Linked DNA regions of Mus musculus: regions 1, 2 and 4 are each linked to region 3. Evidence: chromatin contacts called from public HiChIP or PLAC-seq data. All regions are on one chromosome and are shown on one strand. Each heading gives the region's core, a stretch centred on a gene start, on an enhancer-like site or on the middle of the called end of the contact. The rest is flanking DNA. Distances are from core to core; before and after follow the strand shown.

Evidence for each region. HiChIP or PLAC-seq counts read pairs in DNA pulled down with a chosen protein or histone mark.
Region 1: an H3K27ac HiChIP or PLAC-seq map of stem cell-derived neural progenitor cells shows a contact between it and region 3, with 4 times the contacts expected there. The contact joins the enhancer-like site here to the promoter of Zswim6 in region 3. A contact is called at or near these places in 12 of 39 promoter capture datasets (the 3T3-L1 cell line, 3T3-L1-derived adipocytes, the HPC-7 cell line and 5 more), 22 of 484 Hi-C or Micro-C datasets (the AML12 cell line, the HPC-7 cell line, astrocytes and 12 more), 18 of 115 datasets of contacts at active chromatin or transcription factors (CD8 T cells, bone marrow-derived dendritic cells, bone marrow-derived macrophages and 10 more) and 3 of 9 other capture datasets (adipose tissue, liver and pancreatic islet).
Region 2: an H3K4me3 HiChIP or PLAC-seq map of bone marrow-derived macrophages shows a contact between it and region 3, with 2.6 times the contacts expected there. The contact joins the enhancer-like site here to the promoter of Zswim6 in region 3. A contact is called at or near these places in 9 of 39 promoter capture datasets (the 3T3-L1 cell line, 3T3-L1-derived adipocytes, the HPC-7 cell line and 3 more), 19 of 484 Hi-C or Micro-C datasets (CD8 T cells, DN3 thymocytes, the HPC-7 cell line and 9 more), 11 of 115 datasets of contacts at active chromatin or transcription factors (CD8 T cells, bone marrow-derived macrophages, cardiomyocytes and 5 more) and 1 of 9 other capture datasets (adipose tissue).
Region 4: an H3K4me3 HiChIP or PLAC-seq map of bone marrow-derived macrophages shows a contact between it and region 3, with 5 times the contacts expected there. The contact joins the enhancer-like site here to the promoter of Zswim6 in region 3. A contact is called at or near these places in 2 of 39 promoter capture datasets (epiblast stem cells and liver), 1 of 15 datasets of contacts at CTCF or cohesin (CD8 T cells), 4 of 484 Hi-C or Micro-C datasets (bone marrow-derived macrophages, macrophages and nephron progenitors), 12 of 115 datasets of contacts at active chromatin or transcription factors (bone marrow-derived macrophages, craniofacial prominence, embryonic forebrain and 8 more) and 2 of 9 other capture datasets (adipose tissue and embryonic stem cells).

What each region holds. Positions count from the first base shown.
Region 1 is chr13:107,766,081-107,768,780 of GRCm38.p6, reverse strand. The region is part of intron 8 of Zswim6 (zinc finger SWIM-type containing 6); the gene reads left to right. Among named protein-coding and RNA genes, the nearest start is that of Gm52061, 78 kb to the right of the region's middle. Within about 2 kb of position 1,415, at least 30 of the 459 cell types and tissues checked have an H3K27ac peak or open chromatin away from gene starts, as enhancers often do. A contact at or near this core is called in cerebral cortex, embryonic basal ganglia, muscle stem cells and 3 more, where this site is marked.
Region 2 is chr13:107,808,888-107,811,587 of GRCm38.p6, reverse strand. The region is part of intron 5 of Zswim6 (zinc finger SWIM-type containing 6); the gene reads left to right. Among named protein-coding and RNA genes, the nearest start is that of Zswim6, 80 kb to the left of the region's middle. Within about 2 kb of position 1,292, at least 56 of the 459 cell types and tissues checked have an H3K27ac peak or open chromatin away from gene starts, as enhancers often do. A contact at or near this core is called in adipose tissue, bone marrow-derived macrophages and microglia, where this site is marked.
Region 3 is chr13:107,888,692-107,891,391 of GRCm38.p6, reverse strand. Zswim6 (zinc finger SWIM-type containing 6) reads left to right here and starts at 1,328. Exons shown (of 18, transcript NM_145456.3): 1 at 1,328-1,788; 2 at 1,790-1,798; 3 at 1,801-1,806; 4 at 1,809-1,811; 5 at 1,814-1,995. The coding sequence starts at 1,343.
Region 4 is chr13:108,013,987-108,016,686 of GRCm38.p6, reverse strand. It overlaps Gm41055 (a long non-coding RNA gene), which reads left to right. Exons shown (of 5, transcript XR_003950673.1): 5 at 1-1,015. Among named protein-coding and RNA genes, the nearest start is that of B230220B15Rik, 16 kb to the right of the region's middle. Within about 2 kb of position 1,311, at least 12 of the 459 cell types and tissues checked have an H3K27ac peak or open chromatin away from gene starts, as enhancers often do. A contact at or near this core is called in bone marrow-derived macrophages and kidney, where this site is marked.

The DNA of each region.
Region 1 (2,700 bases), core at 166-2,665, 120 kb after region 3:
TGAACCTCAGGGAGAGCCTAGAATTTGATGGTGTGGAGTCTTTAGGATTGTATGACAAGCTCCTAAAAACCTGAAGTCAGGGTTTCTTTCCTGCTTCTCCAGGAACGTGACTCTTGGTAGATACTCTGGTGGGTTTGTTTCTATACAAGTAGGTCTGCTACTTGCCAAATATTAAAGTGTATCTGTGAATGTTTTTCTCCAGTGTTTCTTAAAAATAGCGTATTGTGTCCCGTACTTTACTTGATCTCCTGAAAATCTGATAGTAGCTGCCCCCACCCCAGTCAAATGTAAGTCGATCTGTGAACAGTAAGCAGCTTCCATGTGTTGCCTGGAGGTTTGAGGCACAGTGTGGAATTGAAGAAGAAAGGGTAATACGTGGTTTAAGTAAACAAAGTGAATGATTTAGCTTTCCAAATGAGGCCTTTTTAGCTTGTGACTCTGTTGTACATGTTGGATTCACTCGTTGGTTCATAAAGGTGAAAAAGGACTAGCATTGAAAACCAATAACGAAGGGGATCGTGTAGGGAAAATACTGGATTACTATGAAGTGTATAAAATTTTAAGCTGTGGTACTCAGAAATATGAAAGCATAAATAACTGGTTAGGAAAACAAGTGCCACTTGAATATTTTCAAAGTGCCAAGAAAAGAGAAAAAAAAAAAGAAAAAAGAAAGAAAGAATACAAATGATAATGTAGAGTGAAGTTTGCATGATTCACATTTAATCTGTAGTCACATCTCACCTTTCCATGCTGGCTTTGGAAAATGTATGCCGAGACCATCAGTCAGCAGTAGGACTTCTCACTGGGCCGAAGTTTTTGGCAGCTGATACATATTCCCAAGACAGGACTGCTCTACAGAGACCCAGGCTTTACTCAAGATGTTTGATTGCAGACAAGGATCAAGAACACAACTACAAACACACACACACATACTCACACAAAAACCCACACGCGCGCTCTCTCACCTCCTCCCTCCCCCAAGCCCCTCCCTGAAATCATTGGTAGACTAGTGAACTCTGCCTGTGTACTCTGATGCCAAGTGGAGGTCACAGGCCGTTGTTGTGGGATCTAAAGTTTGTGAGGAATCCCCCACAGAAGTCATAGTAGCGATCACATCCTAGTATCTGTTCACCAAAAAATTAACTCAAAGTTCCTTCTAGACTCCAAAAGGAAAGGCTTTTGCTTCTTAATAAAATGGGGGAATTTGACTTTGTGCCCCTACACAGGGCTCACATTGCTTCAAGGCGCTGCTTTGGAATTAAATGCTGAGCACTGCCAGATGCCAGACATTGAAGAGAGGCTGAGTTTTGTCGGCAAATGGGATCTGCAAGTTAATTGGTGTTTTCTGCAGGCTTCTGGCTGTGAAATGAAATTGGAAGCCCTTTAGCCACATGGATAATACAGGACCTGAATACAAATGTCACATGTCACCATCAGGACCCACTGTGAGACAATAGTGTTCCCACTCCAACATTGCACCATTACAGATCATTTAAATATGGGGATTACATTTAAACTAAAAGCCCCATTTGCCTTTTACTGCAATTTAAATGTCCTCTTAGCAAAAGCTAAGTGACAAATTAAATGGAAAAAGTGCCCACATTTTTAAAGCTGTAATGCAAAACAACCTTTTATTGCTTCTCATGTGCCACGGATGAATCATTACACTTGTCAACCCTAAACCAAGCCGTAATTGGAGTAGCTCCTGCTATCAACGTGGGGCCGCTCCCTCCGTGACAGCTTAATAAAGCCGAAACTGTTAAATTAAATCTCAGATGCTTAACTCCTTAGCACCAGTGGATTCGATGGGTCCATGTCTGGCAGTGGCCAATGCACCAAGAAAGGAAAAAAAAAAAGATTCCTGGCACGAGAGCTTCCGTGGGCTAAGAGTGAACCGGCACCCTAGCCAAGTAGCTCTGCTTCTTGGCAAAGGACTTGGAGCCATCAGGTTGTCAGCCAGGAGATGACAGAATCTTTTTCAGAGGACCAGATAGCCCCCTTCCCAAGATTCGTAACTTTCTGCTTAGATGTGATTTATGAAGTTTCACACTGTTGATGCTTCAGAAGTAGTTGAAAGTAACACATTCATTTTTTTAAACTTTTCCTTTTCATATAAATATGCAAAGTTGGTTGCAGTAGCCCATTTCTTCCCCCGTTCTCCAGCTCCCAGAGAGGCTCCTTGTTCCTAGGATTTCCTGTGCCTGTGATACTCATTCTGTCTGGGTAATCTTTGTGACTCTCTCCCTGATGCTCATACTGTGGGACAGAATAGATACAGATGCACTCTGTTACGACCTTCTGTTACACCTCATTTGCACATGCATTTATCTTGGGCATGAATCAGTCTCTCAAATATTAATATTACTCTCTGTGTGTGATGCTCATTTTCCAAAACACACAACAGTATTCTGAAGATGAGCAACTTTGCATCCTCAGCAGCTGTCGGGGAAAGAAAGGACTGCAATCTTAAGACAGAGAAGAAAGCCCTTGGTGCTGGTGGAACGGCTGCAGGTTTGATAAGGGCCTTGCCTTTGGCAGTCTATGGAAGATGTACGTCTGCACTTACAGGCTTCATTAGTGACACAGGTAGTCTCTGGAAAGCAGATCTTAGAAATAACTTGTGGCTTGAAAGAGCAGCCCCGTGCTGACTTGTGGCAGGCACACCTAACATTAACCCTAAGAGCTGCCTGTTCCCTGGAC
Region 2 (2,700 bases), core at 43-2,542, 80 kb after region 3:
GTGCAAAAAGTGCGTTGGTGCACAGAAGAGAATGAATACTTTTGTGTGTGTGAGGGGCAGTGGAGTCTAGGTAACTGTGTTTTAGAGAGGTCGTGAATGGGATTAACAGAGAGGGCCGTATTTGGCAGAGGAATGAAGAGAAAGGTTAAGGCCATAGGTAGAAATTGAAACTCATTGATGCTTGCTTTGGCTAGAGATACTAAAGTAACTTGAGAAAACTACAACATCAATAGGAATAGAGAGTAGCAGGTATAGACAGGATATTGTGGCATTCTCTGTTTGAAATGCCACCTGCAGAGAAGCACACAGGGAACTCATGGAATCCTCTAACACTGGTCCCTGGGCCTGGAGCATCTATGTTACATTTTCCTTCCTCAAAGCCTGGGAGGGGTGGAATAGGAATTATTGCCATGTCGGAAAGGGAGCACCGAGGGGGTGTTTTAACACATGTTGATAAGCTTATGAATGTTTGAGCTTCATAACCATTTGATTGTTTTTGCTAAATATTTACAGGACTCCCAAAGGGCGAGCAAACAGTGCTCTGACCACTGTGGAGGGAGCAGAATGCAGCGCAAAGCCTGGGGCCAGGGCGAAACGTGCATTCCTGGGAGAACCGAGTGCAGCAGGGAGGAGCTCCAGGACCGTTTGGCCTTGGCCATTTTGGGAAAACTTGAGTGGCAGGGTGTATTTCTTACGGCTATCTGTAATTTTATTTATTGAGTTGAAGTTTGTTTGTTTAAGGATAATGTGGTTCCAAGAAGTCCATTTCCAGGCTCCATGGTTGGAAGCTCCTGCCACTCTAGACTGCCCTGCTTCCCTGACCGAGGCTGAGCATCTGCCTAGTAGTGCAGGGTTTTCATTGTGATCAATAAGGAGGACTTTGGCTTACGAGTGACTTAGCCTGCTCACAACTGCACAGTGGAGGGGCTTTGGGGCTCGGTTCCTGTTTAGGGCAAACCTGAGCTTCCTTAAGGCCTTTCAGAAAGAAACTTGGCATTGTGGCAGAAATGTCTTAGAATCAGGAAGTGAGAGTACCAGACGTGGAGTAACTTACTGGATGGTCTGCATTGTTACTTAGAAGCCAAACTGAGTTTTGCTTAAAAGTTTGTTCCTTTCATTTCAGGAGATCTGTAGGAAGGGCTGAAGCTCTTTAAAACTTGTTACGGCTTGGTTTTGCTGTCTCCATTGGCCTTAGTTCTTCAGTTTTATACAGCTATTTACTACAGTCCTTTTATCAAAATGCAAGCAATTACCTTGGCACAATGATGTAGTCAACTCAGACTCTGTTCTAAGTTCCCCATTGCTTTTACTAATTCCTCTATGCACTTGAAGAACAAGCTCGGGGTTCTATATTGCATAGTCTTCATGTCTCCTAAACCTCTTGCACGGACCTAGAACTTGGCTCTGAAGGCCAGACCAGATAGTCCTGTAGCTCCCCAGGACCCGTCTGTCTGTGCTTTCCATCTTCACCATTCCTGATCTGCATGCCCGTGCTTCCTTGCCCAGCCTTTTAGGTGTGTGCTGGGAATCCCAGTTCAGCTCCTCCCACTTGTGGAGCAACCCCGATCCTGACACTGACTGGTTACATGTTTTGAAAGTGATCTCTCAATTTATCTAATCCTTTTATATTGGATTGAGGCACTTTTTTTTTTGTAAACATACAATAGAATTTAAATTTGTATACTTCTGACTATGTCAGGGTGTGGATGATACCAAAAAGACTTCTTGATACATCATTTATCCATGCCAGGGTTTTCCACCTTAGAGTTAACTACATTTCCCCTTTCATGTTTTCTTTAAAGTCTTTTTAAAAAGATTATGACATTGTAAAGTATATGTATATTGTTAAATGACTCAATCTGGGTACCTGACAAATATTACCTCACATAGTTATTGTTTTCTAGTGAAAATAGTGCACATCTGCTTTCTTAGTAATTTTTAAGAATATTTATGCTTCTATAATAGAAGAGTCCAGCCACACCCAAGTGAAGGGGGAAATTAAGTTCTCCCTACAAGTGGGAGGATTACCAAAGCCTTTGTAGATATGTGCTGAAATCGATAGATGTCCACAAATATTTGGAGAGGGAATACTCTGAGGTTATTTGAATGTTATACTTCCTCACTCAGTAATTTTATCGTCAGCTTCATGCCGGCACCAGTTTGCTTTGGTGTCCTTGTGATCTTACCCACGCCCCCAAGTCTCTCTGCCCAATCGAAATGTTTTGTAAGGAAGACATGTCCACTCTCCCCTGTTCATTTATTCAGTAGTTTGGTTAGGTCAGTACGGACCCATAGATTACTTAATTTTTTTATTTAGAATCTGTTATTTTTGCTGTCTTGCTTTTCAGATAGTTGTAGCTTGGTCATGGGGTGGTGGTGGTGGGGCTTTCCCATGTTGTAACAGTTTCCTAATTTTTTTTTAACTTTATTTCTGGTACTAAATTTTCCATGTTCTTTGTTCTAGCCCTTTCTCCAAGAAACTTTGGTCTGTTTTTTTTTTTTTTCTTGAAAATAATTATTTAGAATCTGAGATGACTTGGGTGTTGTCTTGTTTTATACGATGGTACTTGACATGGATGAAAAACAAAAGGTAACTTCACATACATCTTCAAAGTCATTTTTCTGCTGTCTGGAAACAAAATGAGATTTACGTGGTGGCAGGTAAAGACATTCGTTTCTTCTCAGCACAGACAGTAGCCG
Region 3 (2,700 bases), core at 79-2,578:
GCACCGTCTCCCAGCGCTGCTCGCTCTCCTGCTGCCCTGCAGCGGGGAGGACCCGCCGGTCGGGCGCCGCCAATGCTGCAGGGAGCGCAGCGCGCGTCCGGAGCGCCAAGGACTCCAGGTCTCAGCCCCGCCGCAGATTCCAGAGCGCCCGCGGCTGTTGTCCGCCACCGGGCGGCCGTGAGCGACAACCGTCTCGCGTTGGAGAGTTTGCGCGATCCTCTCTGCCCGTGTGTGCGCTCTAAGTGAGCGGCCCGACCCCCTGGGTCTGCAGCAGGTCGCGGCAGAGGGCGACTGGGGCTCTGGGGTGAAGCCGGGCGGGCCGGCTTCTTGGCCCGAAGGACTGAAAGAGTGCGAGGGCGGGGCGGGGCAGGGCGGCGCGGCCGGCTCGGGACGCGCGTCCAGCGGCTGCGGGGCAGCATCCGAGCGCTGCGCGTGTCCGGGCGCTCGATCGACTCGGCTCCCTGGCGTGTCACCGGGCCGGAGCGAACCCGGGGCTCAGGGCTGGGTGCGCTGCAGTTACGCGGGGCAGCCGCGCCCCTTCCCCACCTGGGTCGGCGAAAAGTGAAGTGGAAAACAGTGGCTGAGCTCAGCCCTCCTCCCTTTCCCCCCTGCGCCGCAGCCACGGCCGAGGGTGGGGGAAGTTCGCTTCGCCGGGTTGGAAGGAAAGCAGGCGGCCTGGGCCGCGCCTCCCCCGCCTTCCTCTCGGCCGCGTCCCCGGGGCTTCACGCAGCATTTCTTTGTTTTGAAAGCGCCTCCTCCGCCCAGAGGCTTTTCCCCGCGGGGCCGGCTGACTGGGGGGTGGGGCATCGAGCAGTCGGCCCGCCCTCCATTTAGTCCGGAACCCTCCCCCCTCCCCGCCCCGCGGCGACCCACGAGGAGCGTCCACGCTCGGCGGACATCAAAAGGAGGCAGGGCGCTGGAGGGCTAAGTTGAGTAGACAGGGGGCGCAGAGACCCACCCACCCTTCCCCTTGGCAGACGGCCCGACCCCTCCCGCGGAAACCCCGCCTGAGCCCCGCCTCCCGCGTCACAGCAGCCTGACATTCTCACAGCCCACCGGGCACCCAACCCGGGTGCCCCCGCCACCCCCGTGTCCACGGAGCGCTCTATTTATGTTTCAGCCCAGTGATTTGCATAGGCCCCGCCCCCTCCCCTAGGTTCTCCCTATCGGCGCTCCTCCTCGGCGATGTCGTCACGGCCTAGGCCACACCTCCCGTGCCCCTACAAGGAGCGGCGGGCCCTAGATGGCAGCGTGGCGTCGCCACGGCGTGTGCGTGTCGCGCTTCCTTGTGCCGTTTATAGGGTCCCGGCACTTCCGCTGTCGGGTTAGAAGCGGCGCGGTCATGGCGGAGCGCGGACAGCAGCCTCCTCCCGCGAAACGGCTCTGCTGCCGGCCGGGCGGCGGCGGCGGCGGCGGCGGCGGTGGTGGGGGCAGCAGCGGCGGCGGCGCGGGTGGCGGCTACAGCTCTGCCTGTCGGCCCGGCCCGCGGGCGGGCGGTGCGGCGGCGGCGGCGGCGTGCGGGGGCGGCGCGGCACTGGGGCTGCTGCCGCCGGGCAAGACCCAAAGCCCCGAGTCTCTGCTGGACATCGCAGCGCGCAGGGTGGCGGAGAAGTGGCCGTTCCAGCGCGTGGAGGAGCGCTTCGAGCGCATCCCGGAGCCGGTGCAGCGCCGCATCGTCTACTGGTCCTTTCCCCGCAGTGAGCGGGAGATCTGCATGTACTCGTCCTTCAACACCGGCGGCGGCTCCGCGGGCGGCCCCGGCGACGACAGCGGCGGCGGCGGCGGGCGGCAGCACGGGCGCGGCGCGGCGGCGCGGCGGCTCCTCATCCTCGCCGGCCGCCACCTCAGCCGCCGCCGCCGCCGTCGCCGCGGGCACCGGGACCCCGTCGGTGGGGGCGGCCAGCGCTGCGGACGGCGGCGACGAGACGCGGCTGCCCTTCCGCCGGGGTATCGCGCTGCTGGAGAGTGGCTGCGTAGACAACGTCCTGCAAGTCGGTGAGTCACGGGGCTGCCGCGGGCCGTCGGTCCTTCGGTCTGTCCTCCTGTCCCTCGGGGGTGGGGGAGGGCAGGGTCTCCCCTCCGATCCCCTGGGCCGCCTCGGGTCGGGCGCGCGCGGTGCAGCAGCGGGCGACTCGGACGGTCCCCGGAGCGGAGCGCCCATTTCCTCCCGCTGGTCCCCGCCCCCGTCTCCCCGGACGGGCTAGCGCGAGTGGGAAATGAATCAGCAAGGACGCGCCCCTCGGTGGCGGGGTGGTGGGTGTCGGCGTCCCGGTCGTCTGTCCGGCAGGCTGAGTGCGGGTGTGCGGGGCGGGCGTGGACAAAGGCGCGGGTGGCCGCGGGGCTCGGGCTGGGGCGTGCGGCGCGGGGGAGGGGGCGCGGGCCGCAGACAATGCCGACCGGGGCGCTCGCTCTGCACTGCCCGGCTCGCGTCCTTTCTTCTGGCGCTGCTCCGCGCCCCGCGGTCCGAGGTGGGGTGGTGGCGATCCCTTCAACCCCGCTCGGCCACCGCTCCGCTCGGGGCTCCGACGGCCGGCCGGCTAGCCGGCCGGCCCCTCGTACTCAGGCTGCTTTAAGGTGTCTGCAACGAGCTCCGCGGCGTCCGCGTCCGGGTCCCCGAGCCACCCCGGCCGGCAGTGACGGCCGGCCGGGCCGCTGAGGGGCGCCGCTCTCGCTTCTCCGTCCCGTGAGGCACCCCGCCGC
Region 4 (2,700 bases), core at 62-2,561, 130 kb before region 3:
GGTGGCTTTAGTCAATGAAGTACAACCTTGGGGTTTTAAATCAGCTCTCTGATGGACAATTTGGGGGTTGAACAAACAACCAGGCAATGGGGGGAAAAAGGCAAGGAAACTGATCTGACTGATTCCCCAAAATCTCAAAGGAAACAGAGTCACTTAAGGGAGATGGCAACGACCATTAACACTTTCAAATACTACAAGACTTGGTGTGCGTGTGTGTGTGTGTGTGTGTGTGTGTGTGTGTGCGCGCTGCATGCACATGCGTGTGCTTTTCTTTCTTTCTTCCTTCCTTTCTTTCTTTCTTTCTTTCTTTCTTTCTTTCTTTCTTTCTTTCCTTCTTTCTTTTTAATGATGCTATCCTAAAAACAGATAGGCACTTAGCAAACACAGAAAAATTAATTAGCTTCTTTAAAAACTAAAATTATGCCTACCACCACATTCAAATGCTTTAGATAAATTGAAGGTAGACTTAAAGAGTAGAATTTAGGAAATAGTTCCGAGCACTGGTTGGTTTGTTGGTTTGTTTGTTTGTTTTTGTTTTTAAAAATAGGAAGGAAAAGATAAAAAAAAAATTGAAGACCGGTGCAAAAGATTTGATACCTGAGTAATGAGTGTTCCCTAAAAAGGAAAAAGAAAAGGGCTAGGGGAGAGAGAAGGCTAGGAAATGTAATTTAAGAAGTGATTAGATGAAGGCTCGTTACTGCAAACAGCTAATTAGGGCTGGTGAGATTCTTAGTTGCAAGCACAAGGACATGAGTTCAAGCCCCAAGACCCATGTGGGGACACACACAAATGCAGACATACTCACATACATACACACACTCACGCACACTCACACACATATACTCACAAACACACACTCACACACACTCACACCCCGTGCTATGATGGCTGTTTGTACTCTCAATGCTGGGGAGGCAGAGACCGCTGGATTCATCAGAGCTTACTAGCCAGCTGGCCTAGCTGATTAAGAGGTCCAAGGCTTCTTTCCAAAATAAAAATAAAAATTGTGAATATAGTGTGAGTATGAGCTTGTCTTCTGACCGTCACATGCATGCACACGTGAGCACACCCACCCGTACACACACGCACGTGCACCTATACACACAGTAACACGTGGACACACAAAAGAACAGTTAATCAAGTAAAGAAAGGAAGGAAAGCCAAATGCAGATCGATGACAAGTGTGTGTCACATGTCCCTTTACTATAACCCACGAACCTCAATTTCAATAAAAAAAATATGTAGGAAGGAAATAAAGTCATAGTGTGTTACTCAGCATGGGACAAGAGCACTTAAGTAATGTACGGGCAGGATAGTGACCTAAGCCATTGTCACCGAGCCAAACGTGAAGATGTAGAGCATGAAGCTGAGGCCAAGCAGGAAGTAATGAGGACCAGATCCTTATTTTCTTTATTGGGAAATCGACAGATAATGTCTGGCATGGAAAAACTGAGAAATGACAGTATGGATTAGAACTAAGAAGAAACACAGAGTATGCAGCCAGACAGAGTTAAAGATGGCTGCCAGCAGGTGTGCTCAGTGGAGCTGGGAGGGAGAGAGGATATTTGAAACAAGGTTGTGAAAGCTGCTTGACTCTCTATACTTATATTTAAATTTTAATTTGTTATTACGTGTGGGATGTGGGAGTGGGCCTGTGTGCCAAGGTCTGTTTCTCTCCTTCTCCCTGGGAGCCAGAGACTGGGCTCAGGGCTTTTGGCTTTCGTGGCCAGTGCCTTTCCTCATGTGCAGAACGGTCTCACCAGCCCTGTTTGACCCTTTAAACTATTTGTAAACTCTAAAAATTTAGTAAAACTAAAAGCTATATGTTAGTTAAAAGGTGTTATCAGAAACAAGTAAAAATAACTACAGAACCGAGCACAGGGGAAACTCGTGCCTAAAACTCATCCTATGCATAATCTACTGACTCAACAATTTAATTTTTAGCAAATTCTTTCCACTACTACTTATAATATTAGTAGTAGTAGTAGTAGTAGTTGTTGTTGTTGTTGTCTCACAGTGCAGCCCTCGCTAGTCTGGAACTCACCATGTAGAACTTGAACTCACAGAGATGTGCCTGCTTGGTCTCTCGAAGGATTAAAGGTGTGTGGCACCACGCCCAGCTTCTTCACCCTCCTCTCTTTCTCAGTTAAAAGGGTGGGAATGGGTATGGGTTGCACTTGCATTGGCTTTAGTAGACCAATATCCATAGTACATGGTCCTCAAACTCTGAAAAATTATGAACTAAAAACACAGCTGTGCTACTGTTTGATTCCAAACAAAGGTTCAATAAAAATACCTGCAAAATTGTTATTAGTCAAACTTCAGACTAGAAGAAGTATAGATCGAATGATGTAACATTGTGAAATACCATGATCAAGGTGATAATTTTTGTAAAATATCATGTGCATGTGTGTGCACACATGTGCATACACACACACACTCATACTCACATACACACACACACACACACTCACACTCACATACACACACACACACACACTCAAACACACTCTTCTGGTAGAGAACATCCTTTTGTTCAGGCATGCGTGATGAGAGGCTACTGAGGCTGAACTTTTCACACAGTTTCTGTTAGCCATAAACAGTGTGCCTTACCTTCTAGTTAATGTATATCAAGCTTGGCACTCACTCAACCACAATTTCCCAGATCCTAGCTAGGCGACGAGGCACCAGTCAAAGCTC